3 separate regions of the Mus musculus genome follow, and all the other regions are linked to region 3. Evidence: chromatin contacts called from public HiChIP or PLAC-seq data. All regions are on one chromosome and are shown on one strand. The core of a region is the stretch at or near the end of the contact, and the rest is flanking DNA. Distances in the headings are between cores, read along the strand shown. Region 1 holds the start of Dnm3 (dynamin 3). Region 2 overlaps Dnm3 (dynamin 3). Region 3 holds the start of 2810442N19Rik (RIKEN cDNA 2810442N19 gene).

Region 1 (4,129 bases), core at 296-2,795, 470 kb after region 3:
TCCTTCCTGAATTGTTTGCTGGAAAAAACGTTGATTTCTGACTCAAAACAATAACAACTCTTTGTTGTTGTTTAAAATTGTGAGACATGAAGCTATAACTACAATTTGAATTCTGGATGTTATCTTGAAGACCCGCTGGATAAACAAGAGCTTAAGGAATGCAAGAGGATTGGTGGGGGGCGGGAGGGGGGAGGCGGCGCATGGCATAGAAAGAGTGCAAGAGAGATGCTGGTCAGTTCTGAGATGGTGCAGGAATGACAAGGCACCTGAACATCGCAAGTCCACGGTCATCCCTGGAGGTCTCGGGTTTTCAGTCATGCCTGAGCAGTGAATGGGTGCACACTCATAAACACACCACCGTTTATTCTTCAGCTCCCAAGGCGAATGGTAGGCAAGCATCTCCCCGTAAGCCTTCACCACAGGGATTTCGGGGTTCACACACCCCGCCTCCCCTGCTCGGGGCAGGCGATGACTGTTTCAAACAGTGTAAGCCTTCACCACAGGGATTTCGGGGTTCACACACCCCGCCTCCCCTGCTCGGGCAGGCGATGACTGTTTCAAACAGTGTAAGCCTTCACCACAGGGATTTCGGGGTTCACACACCCCGCCTCCCCTGCTCGGGCAGGCGATGACTGTTTCAAACAGTAAACAGCTGAGATGAGAGTCAGGGACAGGGGATGGGGGGCCGGGGCGGCGGGGGGGTGGGGTGGGGGAGAGGGGGGTGTGGACGAAGAAGGAGGGGTACATCCCGGCTGAGAGCTTCCAGGAGAGTGACAGGGAAAGGAGAGGGGTGTTGAGAAAGAGAACTGGCGACTGGAAAGCACCAGGCTGCGCTTCCAGGCTGCCAGGGGCTGGCGCGCACCAAGCCAGCGAGGGAAGTGGATCCCAGGGCGTACCCCGACTCCCCCACCGAGGGTGGGGAGGAAATGGCTTTGTATGGCAGGATGAAAGGCAGACAGGGGGTCACCACCGGGTAGAGAATGCTGGGGCGAAGGATGCTCAGAGCAAGGAGGACCCCGCCCGCTCTAGAAACACTAGTGCTCTGCCTCCAATCCGCTGCAGCCTCTAGTCCACCCTCGGGGCTCCCCACACCGTTCCATGTTCCAACGGCCTGAAGCACGGGGCTCCCCCCACCCCCACGGACGCGCCCCCACCGCGCTCCCGGTGCGCTCACCTGCCCACGAAATTCTCGAGCACTGAGCTCTTGCCGGCGCTCTGGCCGCCCACCACGGCGATCTGTGGCAGCTCTAGCAGACAGCTCTGTCCCAGAGCCGAGAAAGCGTCCTGCAGACGGTTCACCAGAGGGATCAGCTCTTCCATCTCCCGGTTCCCCATCTTGCCTGTGCGGCCAACTGCCCCACAGGTCCCTGTTCGACTGTGTGACCTGGCAGGCAGCCCAGGCCTCGAAGCACTTGTCCCGGTTGTCGCTGTGCGGGGCTCACACGGCGGAGTCCCTGCACCGATGTCCGATCCCTGCCTCCCACTGCTAGGATCCTGACAGCTCACAGCCCACGACGCGCTTGCGCAGCCCAGAGAGGCGAAGGAGGCGTGGCCTGGTCCTGAGACGGTCACGCCCACACCACGCCTCTCGCCCTGCTTCTCCCTAGAGTTTCCAATCCTACTGGCCTACGGTTGGACTGCCTCCCAGCTTCAGTCAGATGCCACTGCCCAGGCTAAAGGGCAGAGTACTGCACTTGGTCAAGGAAAAGCCTAAAATCACACCCAACAGGAATTGTTGTTCCTTTTGAAGGAGCTAAACCACACAGACGAAGCCTAGAGGAAAGCACTACCATCTACCATCAGCTAACAGCACGTTGACATCAGCTTCACCATGCACCACCACCACTGTACGCACCAGAATACATTTCCCAAAAGGAAATCTCACATTTCACCCCCTACTCCAAAACCCCAGATTGCTGTGGGATGCAGAGATAAACTGGCCTTTTAGAGTCAATCCCCATTAGAAAACTGGGTTACCTGACCTTATTGAAGTACTCATCATTACCAGCCTGTCCTACTCTACCTTCTGTAAGCTAAAGTGTAGTTCCTTGAACCTTTCTGTTCCCTACTCCTACCATACTCATTCTGGCTTTTAGAATTCCTTGCCTGAGCTAACTGTCCTTTTAGCTCCTGGTCAGGACAAAGAGATTGGCTGTTGAGTCCATTGTAACCACGCAGTCTGCACTCGATCCGTTAAATTTAGCACACTGAGAAGAGTCTGTGCCCGGAGATGGAGACACGAAGATAAATGGCCATGGTTCTTCACCTCCTTATCGTGGTCCTGTTTCCTGTGCATTTTGAATACTGATACCTCTCAGGATTTAGTGCGCAATATTTACTTGTCCTGCACATCTTCCATCTGATGATTGCCCAATGGCTTTAAGTAACCTAAAGACTAGAGACTACATAGGAAAATGTGTTGCATCTCTAGCACCCTGGGGTCTTCACTGTCACTTAGGCATCACCATTGCACTATTGCCCTTCTAGGACAACAGTGAACCAAGTCTGAGCCTGCCCCACGTTTCCTAGGCTCGGTGGCTCTCTGGATATGCTATATGATAGCTGAGTCAGTCTTTCACTTTTCATGCCTGCAAAACCAGTACCACATGGAGTACAGAGCCATGCTTTGCTGCCGGTTTGGGATGGAAACTTTGGACCACTATTGCAGCAACCTCTACGCACTGACCCTGAGGAGCTGGTGGCAGGGACGTCTGTGGCAGAAGAGGGTGGAGGCTGGTCATATTGCATCTATAGTCAGAAGGCAGAGTTAAACGGATGCTGATCATCAGCTACCTTTGTCCTTCCTAGGCAGTCAGAAATCTCAGAAATCCCAACACGTGGAGTAGTCCCACCTTAACTAACCTAGCTAAAGACACGCCCAGAGGTTTGTTTCCATGGTGATTCTAGATCCTTCCAAGGTCAATGTATTTGATATAAAGAAATGATTATGGTTAAATAAAGTCATAATGGTGGAACTCTAGTTTGAAAGAGCTAGTGTTCCTGTAATAAAAGACACCAGAGACCCAGCCCCATCTGCCATACAAAGACACAACAAGATGGCAGCCATCTTCCAAGCAGAAAGATGGCCCTCACCAGGACAGATCAGCAGACATCTTGACCTTAAACTTCCCAGCCCTGAGAACACTGGATAAAAGTGTCTTTTAAAGTTATGCAGACAATGGCATTTTGTTATACGATTCAAGCTTACTGCAGATGTAGGGTGTATTTAAAGGAACCTGTGATGGAAACCAGGGAGCAATGACTGCCTCTGCAGAGGGTCATGGATAGCATCTAAGAAGACATGGTCCTTGCTGGGTTCCTCCTGTACACCACTACACTACACGCTGTATAAGCTGAGGACACTAGCCCACGTCCAAAGTGTTTTGAGCTCTAATGCAAAAGACTATATGCTATTGTGCATTAGAAAGAAAATATATCAGCTATTTGAAACCTCTAATCCGTCCTGTTCACTTAGTTCAAGAAGCCGTTCAGAATTACTCTTGCCAACTGCTTTTCTTCTTTACTTCCCTTTTCCAGATTATTCCACAGTAACATGGGGACAAGAGACTCTGAATCCACGCAGAAACAGCCAAGGTCCTTCAGAGGTGTAGATTTCTACTCATAAGCTAATCCACGTAAAACAAACAGGAAACAGAAATACAAAGTGGAAAAGCAGATGGGACAATCCCACAGAAAGCTAATATCTACCTTTCCAATATATATGAAAGCTGAGGAGGGATGTCTGCTCAGTGACGAGTGTCTTGAATGTATCATACAGTCATCTCAACCCTGTCCCAACCCCAGTGATGGATGGTAGGTTCCTCTCCCTGGCTCCCATATCTATGTCATCACTACTTTCCTGGTAACTCCTAAAGATTCAAAACTCTTTTTGTCTTCTGTGTGTAAGAACTTAGTAAGCCCATAAGAACACTGATACATAAGTATGTATTTTACTTCATGGTCAATCTAAAAGATAACCTTAATGAAAGAATAGCACCAAAGACCAAGAGGAACTTTTAAAACTGATGTGGCCTCCCCCAAAAAAGCCACACTCCATGAAACACAGTCACACTTCCCTTTAGATAAACAGAATTTTCTCCATTTTGATCACCTACCTTGTTTATAGGAC
Region 2 (4,139 bases), core at 266-2,765, 290 kb after region 3:
CCCTAGACCACACTCCACACACTCTCATGTAGCTTCTCAGCTTGTTAGAAATACACAGCACTACCAGGCTGCTAGGAGTGTTAGGACCAGACTCAATGTCAATACTGGGCATGACTCTTTGATGTTAGCGTGGCACAACATAAGCATTTCCCAGCAAGAAGCAGCGCCTTTTGTCCTGGTCACTTTAGAAACTTATGTCTTCTGATGGAAAGCCTTGGCTCCACCTATGGTACTACAAGCCAGGACCACGCTTCAGCCAGAAAGTCTAGTATAAACTCAAGTCTGTGTAGTTACCGATCTGTCTGTTCACACTCTTCCATTTCATGAACTTTGGGGTTGGTTCTCGGACACTGGGACCTGGTTGTTCCAGAACAAATGCTAAACTGAACATGTTGTTTTAGCAAAACAGAAAAAGAAATGAAGAATAAATGAAGAATAAAAGTTCACATGAAAATGTCAACACCTGACCTATGTAAGGTCGCAAAAATGGTTCAAACGATATATTACTTTTTTTCTCAATATTGTTTTTACTTAGTATCCCTATGAATTAGGTTTATATACTACCATTTGAATGTTACAGCTGGAAAACACAAGCTAAAGTAGTATCTTATTTATTTATGATCATGTGTAGAGTTGACTCCTTTGAGATCAGGTCTGCAACGGGAAGTGTTTTTTTTTTTTTTTTCACTGTCAACTTGACACAACCTCATGTCACCTGGAAAGAGAGTCTCAGTGAGGGACTATATATATCAGGTTGGCCTGTGGCCATGCCTATGAGGGATATTTTTATTTCTTGGTTATTTGAGGTGAAAAGACTTACTCTGAGTGTGGATATTTAATAGTTGGGGCTCTGATCAGATTAGTGGGATCAAAAAAGGACATTAGTGGGATCAAACCACATAGACATTTCTCCCTGTCCTTGGCTGTGGGCATAATGTAAGGAGCTGCTTCCAGTCCCTGGCACCTTGGGAATTCTGCACTGATAGACTGTGACCTGGAACTGCAAGCCAAAAGAAGTCCTTTCTCCCCCAAGGGGCTTTTCAACTGGCTGATTTTATCAGAGCAAAGGAAATGAAACTGGAACAGGCTCTCATGTAGCCCAGCCTGGCCTTGAACTGGCTGCATAACAGAGAATGAACTTGAATTTCTAATTCTCCTGCCTCTACTCCCTAAGTGCTGCAATTTCAGGCATGTGCATTAGATTTTATAGAACTAGGTTTTATTGGCCCATTACATGGGAAGAGGGAACCTTTAGCTTGGGACTATATGTCTGGTCCCTGGCTTCGTTTCACTGGCTCATGAGTTAATGCTGGCTAAGTTACAATAACTCTATTCTCTGCTTTGGGCTGCTATCCAAGATTGTAAAAGCTGGAAAACAAGTGGAAATTATAAATAGCGGGCAGTTAATATTCAAAGCACACTGATAAAAAGTAGTCACAATGATCCCTGAGCTTAAGCAGGAAAATGGTTTCCACCAGGGTCCCTTGCAAATGTCACAGCCTGCCATGCTTCTGACACTGTCCCCTCACTTCCATCACCACCCACACATCTGCACTGACTCTATGGGAGCGTGTGTGTCTCTCTCCTGTGGTTTCTACTCTCTCGATATATTTTTTTCCTCTGCTTTTTTTTTTCTTCTTCCTCTACCCATCTGACCATCACAAAATTCTTGGAACACTGACTTACTGAGGCACTCAGAGACCATATAGAATGGCATCCCAGTTCTGCCCAGGGGGGGGGGGGACACAAACAACAGTTCTAAGAGGTGGTTTTCACAAGAACATGCTGTTATTTGGGAGAGAACACATGGCCTAAGTCCAGTGTTCCCTCCACACGATGCTTGCAGCTGTGTCGCGGAAGAGCATTTGAAAGTCAGTATTTCCCACTATCGTGTTGATAAGTAACTAAGAATAAAGCCATTTTGACATAAGAATTTGTTATTCTTTTCTCAAGTAAGTATCCTCCCTTAAAAATAATCTTTCCAAGTCAGAGAACTAGGGTTCAAAGATGCTTTCAAGGCCACAAGATGGCTCTGAACGTTTAAAAGATTCATTCCTCAATATTTTTCTTCACTGTACATTTCACAGGAAAGTTCATAGAAAACTACAAGTAAAACGTTTAGAAAAAAATTTAATATATTGGAGCACCCAGTAAGATGTGAAATATCCACATGAAAGAAAAAAATGCATTCTGTTTCTGGATTCCCAGTTAACCAAGAGCTGTGCATAGATGCTAGAAAGGTGCACATGATGGTCATAGAAGGTGGAGGGGGAAATAAGAGGCAGGCTGATCTTAGTTGTTGATTTGTTCACTGAGACAGAGTCTTACACCGAAGCTCACGCTGGCCTCACACTTGCGGCAAGCCCTCTGCCTTTGCCTCTCGAGAACCGAGATTGTGTGTCAGGCCCTGTACTTGGCTCTGACATTCTATTATTGATGTAAAACTTTTAGACTTCTATATTTGTTTATATTTTAGCATGCATGAGGTATTAGTATAGTAGTAACATATATACTTTATAAAAGGTAAATATGAGGTTATTATACGTTTCACTGTTCTCTCATTGAGGACTAAGGCCAACACCTTGGTAAAATCCTTCCACTCCCCACAAAGGACCCGGCCATCAGGCAAGTTCTCACTCACCTGGTCCTTTGTCTTCCCTTCTCTCTCACGGATGTGGTTAGCAACAATCCTTTCTGTTTCTTCACAGAGTCTGGGGAAGTTTGCCAGCTGTCAAGAAAACATGTCCGGGCATGAGTACCACACAAGTATTGTACCACAAAAACAGAAAGAGAAATGTGTGCTATTATTACAGAGGCTGTTCTGTCTGAGAGCAAAAGAGAGACATGAACTTCTGAAGGAGGAAAAACCCCAGCAGTCCTGTCAACTATGAGGAGACGCCTCAAACCAAGCACAGCTGTTCTCTAGAAACAAAGCAGAAACCCAGTGTCCTGGATAGATTATTGTCAACTGGACAAATGCTGAAGTTATTTGGGAAAAAGAGCTCCTAATAAAGAAAATACCTCTGAAAGATTTGCCTGTAGGCAAGTCAGTAGTGCATTTTTTTAAAATTAATGATTGATGTGAGTGGGCCTAGCCCATTGTGGGCAGGGCCTCTCATGGGCAGGTAGTTTGGGGGTATATAAGAAAGCAAGCTAATCCAGCCATGGGGAGCAAGCCAGTAAGCAGTACGCCGCCATGGTTTTGTCCCAATACCTGTCTCCAGGATCCTACCTTGATTGAGTTCCTGCCCTGACTTCCTTCAGTTATGCCCTGTGATGTAAAAGTGTAAACTGAACCAAACTCTTTCCTCAACAAGTTGCTTTTGGTCATGGTGTTTTATCGCAGCAAAAGAAACCCCAAGACACCAGGCAAATGCATGGAGGTATGTCAGGACTTTTTGGCTACTGAAAAAAAAAAAAATCAGAAAAGAAACAGCGGCTTTGACAGAGGCAGCAATATGAGGAAATAGAAAAAGAAAGACAGGCCAATGGCTATTCCAAGTAAATGGTGAATTTCAACGCTAAGAAAACACGTACACCTTAACAGTAACAAAATAGCACAATACAAGGAGGCAAGAACAAGATTCAAGTAGCAAACATGTAGTAGTCCTTGGGGGGAGGTAAACATTAAACTGCTTTAGTGATGCTGCTGAGGAAAAGAGAAGATACTATGCTGTCAAGTTGCTGTTATTTTTGTAAGACAACAGGTGAAGTTAGACTGAGCCCTGTGTGGTTTAGCTGAGAGTCAGTGAAGGAAGACTCCCTGAGGAAAATGTTGGAAATGTTTATCAAGAACCTCAAAGCATACACAATGTCTCCTGTCTCTGTCTCTCTGCCTCTCTGTCTCTTTGTCTCTCTGTCTCTGTCTCTCTGTCTCTCTGTCTCTCTCTCTCTCTCACACACACACACACACACACACACACACACACATTTCAACATAACAACTTCCCAGGATCCTAAGATAAAAATCACAAAGACTTTTATTACACGATTATTCAGAATGACAAAATTAGATAAACGGGAACTTAATACCTAAGTATCCAATGATATTAAACAAATCAAAGGAGAACCAGTTATAAGTGGCTGTTACAAATTATGTTTTTAACTAATGTATTTATTTGACTTTATTTATGTGTATG
Region 3 (3,896 bases), core at 536-3,035:
AAAGTAAGAACAAAACAAAATAGCCAGATAATCAGGCTAAGTGCCTGTAAATCAATGTCATACTGAAGTGTGCAGATGAAGGGGACATCTAGATACTGCTGCTTCAGAATATCTAAAGCCAAATTCGAATGTTTATATGGTGGAGGCAAAAGGGATATTCGGTTGTAGACTAAGGCCATTTTCCTGATTATACTGAAAGCCAACTAAGGCCCTTCTCACGCTGTGTGCCTTTTTTGAAGTGGGAGATGGATCAGGATCTTACTGTGTGCCTCATGATGGCCTGAACTGGCTTTGTAGCCAAGGCTGGCCTTAAATTCATGATCCTCCTGCCTCAGCCTCAGCCTCAGCCTTGCAGGCTTATGGGGGGCTATAAGAGATCATGTCCACCTTTATTTTAGCTTGTCTCCGTTTCCAGACCTTTCCTTGAAGCTTTGGATATGTTTGTGGTAGAGTATCTAGGTTGGTTCAGTCTTCATTTTCTTCTCTCTCAGCTTCTATGTCATCCTTTCCACCAAAGAAAGGATGCTGCTTATTGGCGACTCTCATGTTGACCTGTGCATTCGTGGGGTTTCCGTAAGAGCAGGGAGGAGAGCCATTATACCTTGTTTCATTTTCTGGTGCTTAGATCACTCCCTGTGTGGGCAATTGGATCAAGAGGCTCAACGCTACCCCTGATGCTGAGACGTGGAGAAGTTGGCTAATTTCCCTTTTGATTATGCTCCGACCCCTGCTCCCCGCCCCCAGGGCCTGTGAATGGAATGGGTTCATGTGATTCATGGGAACCGATTATTCTGACTGAAAAACAAAGAGTGGATATTTCTCAGTGCTTGGTGGGAATGCTTAAAAATAAATTAGAGCATTTGGTATTTGTGGTTTTGCCTATCATGTGGCTCTGAAGCCTGAGGAGCAGCCAGATGCAAGGAATGAGGGAGCTGTGGTGTGGAGAGAGTCCCTGAATACCTCATGGCTTTCGACATTGCCCTGCGTTGGAGTTCTATTTTGGGCTAGTGCTGCCATGTGATCTAAACATGTAAATGCTCAAGTAATGTGGCGTCATTAAACATGTAGTGTCTCTCAGGCTCAGAGCCTTCCCAGAAACCCCCACTCTGGCCCTGACAACTCTAGCCTGACCAGAAGTGGAATATCCTTCTGGCAACAGCATTGGTGAGCCAGATGGAAACCATTTGGCAACTAAAGGGTGTAAATACGTGTTTAGATCCAGAGGTTTCCCCAGACAATGCATCCAGTATGTTTGGCATGGGTAGGCTAAGGAATGTCAGCGCCGGGCACTTAACAATTCTATGTTTAAGCATCGATAAATGCATGAGGAGCCAGCAGAGCCAACACGCGCTCAGCTGACTCCTTCCCTCCTTTCTTCCGCTGCTGCAGTTAGGCGTCCCAGGCACATTCACAGAGCAAGACGCTCCACTGACAAGTTTTAGTTTAAACTTCCTGTCTGCCGTGTAAGGTTTTTTTCTAAGTCTCACTTTTTAATCTCTCATAGTAGCCGGTGAGTTGGGGGAAAGGAAAAGAGGGAAATAAAGAAGCCTCCAGCAGCCTCTTCTTAAGAGTTTACTGCTGAGATAAAAGTTAGCTGTGAAAGAGGTGCAATTCATACACCGTGAGTCTCCGAGGCCTTGGAAAAATATCCCCTCTGACCAGGAATGCCTGAGCATGAAGCCTTCTTGAAAATCGCTTTTTCCTCCCAGCAAGGGCAATGAAAGAAACTTGAGCCCTAGCTAGCCTATGTGTGTCTGCAAGTCTGGATGTCTATTTACACATGGTAGAGCATTTCCCCGCTTTTCTCCGAGCTGACACCAGCTTGTATATAGGGACACTCGGTGGATTACAGCTGGTGACAGTTTACTGCTGACTGGCCACAGGAAAAATAATCGGAATCAATTACGCATTGTCCCTGGCCAGGGCCTCTGTCTTGGCTGTTGTCCTCTATCAATCAGGTGAACCCCAGGGCAGAACTGGGCACCCTGAGATGCAAAAGCGCTTGTCCTGCAGTGACGGAGCTTAGCGACTAAAGATCTCCAAAGGGAACAATGTCAGAGCTACTTGTTCTTGACACAAGACACGGAGGAAGCAGTTGTGTTTGCTTAACTGGAGGCCTGTCACCCGCTGCTTGGCTAACTGCAGTGTACGGTAGGAGGAGCTGTCTCCTGTCTGCGTTCGTGTTATTTGCGTTTTGCATGACGGGAATCTTTCCTAATTTCCCTTTTTGCTTTTACTTTCCTGCCACATAGGATATGTGGGAAAGATTCAGACCCAATGAAAAGAGAAAGGCAAACGTGAGTCTGCCTACACACCACCAAAGAGTTCACAGGTTCTGACCCGAGGAGACACCGGTAATGTATGTGGGCCTTGCCTAAACAGACCGCCAGGCATCTGAACTGTGGCCGAGTGGAAATGCCTGTGTAAAGTCGACTCTACTTCCTTAGTTAGGCCCAAGGAGGAAATCCCCAAAATAATTTGACTTTCACTTAAACCATATTGGAAACAGGACCTGAAGAGTGAAAGAAAACCTTTGACATTCGCCATTGCTTCCTTTCAGTGGACTAGTACATTGTCATAAGAATTGAAGCAGGATACTGGAATAAGAACCGTCATGTAAATAGATTGCACCTTTGGAGGTATATTTAATTAAAGTGGACACTTTTCTTTAGAGAACAGTGGTTTGAAATTTTAGTTTTATGACAACTAATGTTGAACCTGCAGCAGATTATTAATTACATTTGGAGGTCTCAGCACCAATTTATTTCTAATATCAAGGGTTGCCTCATGAGATACCTTGATTGTAAGAATTGTAAGAACAGCTTAAAGTTGTTCTGTCTTTAGCAATTATATTTTTGAGCTATAATATAGCTTGTTTTTCTTTTTTACTTTTAAATCTAGTTGTTGAAAAAAAAAACAAAACAAAAAACAAAAACAGTTCCCTGACAATCCAGACTGTCTGGGTATGATTTTTATTTTTTTCTGTAAGGAAGGCTGGCTAGTTAGGAGAACAGAGAGCTTGCCTCACAGCTGATGTCACAAATCGCAAGGTGATTTCACCACTTGTCCAAATGACACTTGGCTGCTAAAAACACCACAGTTTTAGAGAGCTGTCGAGGAGAGGAGAGGGTAAGTCAGGATGTTTCCGTGTGTGACCGCAGGGGAATGACTCCCAGGCTAGTCACACGGGTTGCTTAATTTCCATGTACTCTGAGCCCCTCGACTTCAAGGCTCGACAGCTTCCTCCTTCACGGCACCAAACCTTGATGTGAGGAACGCAAAGATAGAAGAATGATGGGTTGGGGTTTGTCCTGGCTTGAAATCTAGGGAACTTGCTTACAAAGATGAATAGAAACCTCAAATAAAACAAGGAGACTTTATACACCAAATAGAAAGAAAGGATGCTGTGCTAACTGTAACTTACAACAAATAAAATGTGTGAAAGAGTTGGGAGTTACGGTTAGGCAATGCAAGGCCATCAGAATCAGAGACCAAACATTTAAAACGAAATTATGATGAAAACCAATGGGCCTTAACTTTTGTAATATAGGGCATCAATTGTTTTGGAAAGGGGCCATGTACATCTTTCTGCAAGCAGTGTGCTCTGGTAAGTCAAAGAAACCATGGAAGACACCATGGAGGAGCTCTGGGTGAAGTCTTAGTGCTGCCCTGGGCCTATGTACACACCATGGGGGCTTTGTCTTCCTTGCAAGGCTCACAAGAACATCACTTAAAGGATCAGTTTTTGATTTCGGTCAGATGGGTTGAGCTAAAGCAAAAGCCAAATGGAGTGAACCAGGCTTGGCCATTTTTAAAAGAAACCATCAGAGATGGTGAACGAGGGTGGGTCCGAGAAAGTTCTTCTCTAGCTCGACTTTTTAAAAAGTGGAATATTG

The links. HiChIP or PLAC-seq counts read pairs in DNA pulled down with a chosen protein or histone mark.
Region 1: a contact with region 3 is called in an H3K4me3 HiChIP or PLAC-seq map of embryonic stem cells, with 3 times the contacts expected there. The contact joins the promoter of Dnm3 here to the promoter of 2810442N19Rik in region 3. A contact is called at or near these places in 15 of 39 promoter capture datasets (3T3-L1-derived adipocytes, the C10 cell line, the HPC-7 cell line and 7 more), 1 of 484 Hi-C or Micro-C datasets (muscle stem cells), 4 of 115 datasets of contacts at active chromatin or transcription factors (embryonic forebrain, embryonic hindbrain, embryonic stem cells and 1 more) and 1 of 9 other capture datasets (pancreatic islet).
Region 2: a contact with region 3 is called in an H3K4me3 HiChIP or PLAC-seq map of the 230-238 cell line, with 20 read pairs. The contact joins the enhancer-like site here to the promoter of 2810442N19Rik in region 3. A contact is called at or near these places in 13 of 39 promoter capture datasets (the C10 cell line, the HPC-7 cell line, HPC-7-derived erythroid cells and 10 more), 2 of 15 datasets of contacts at CTCF or cohesin (CD8 T cells and large pre-B cells), 26 of 484 Hi-C or Micro-C datasets (the AML12 cell line, the G1E-ER4 cell line, MC3T3-E1-derived osteoblasts and 16 more), 20 of 115 datasets of contacts at active chromatin or transcription factors (the 230-238 cell line, the HPC-7 cell line, T-cell acute lymphoblastic leukemia and 17 more) and 3 of 9 other capture datasets (adipose tissue, liver and pancreatic islet).

The regions. Positions count from the first base shown.
Region 1 is chr1:162,476,489-162,480,617 of GRCm38.p6, forward strand. Dnm3 (dynamin 3) reads right to left here and starts at 1,546. Exons shown (of 21, transcript NM_001038619.2): 1 at 1,175-1,546. The coding sequence starts at 1,335. Gm31985 (a long non-coding RNA gene) reads left to right here and starts at 178. Exons shown (of 3, transcript XR_373653.3): 1 at 178-387; 2 at 3,538-3,813.
Region 2 is chr1:162,292,911-162,297,049 of GRCm38.p6, forward strand. It overlaps Dnm3 (dynamin 3), which reads right to left. Exons shown (of 21, transcript NM_001038619.2): 11 at 2,642-2,728. Among named protein-coding and RNA genes, the nearest start is that of Mir214, 72 kb to the left of the region's middle. Within about 2 kb of position 1,516, at least 92 of the 459 cell types and tissues checked have an H3K27ac peak or open chromatin away from gene starts, as enhancers often do. A contact at or near this core is called in the 230-238 cell line, CD8 T cells, the HPC-7 cell line and 9 more, where this site is marked.
Region 3 is chr1:162,003,184-162,007,079 of GRCm38.p6, forward strand. It overlaps 2810442N19Rik (RIKEN cDNA 2810442N19 gene), which reads left to right and starts at 1,786. Exons shown (of 3, transcript NR_040562.1): 1 at 1,786-2,151; 2 at 2,253-2,639. All of the region lies in intron 20 of Dnm3 (dynamin 3), which reads right to left.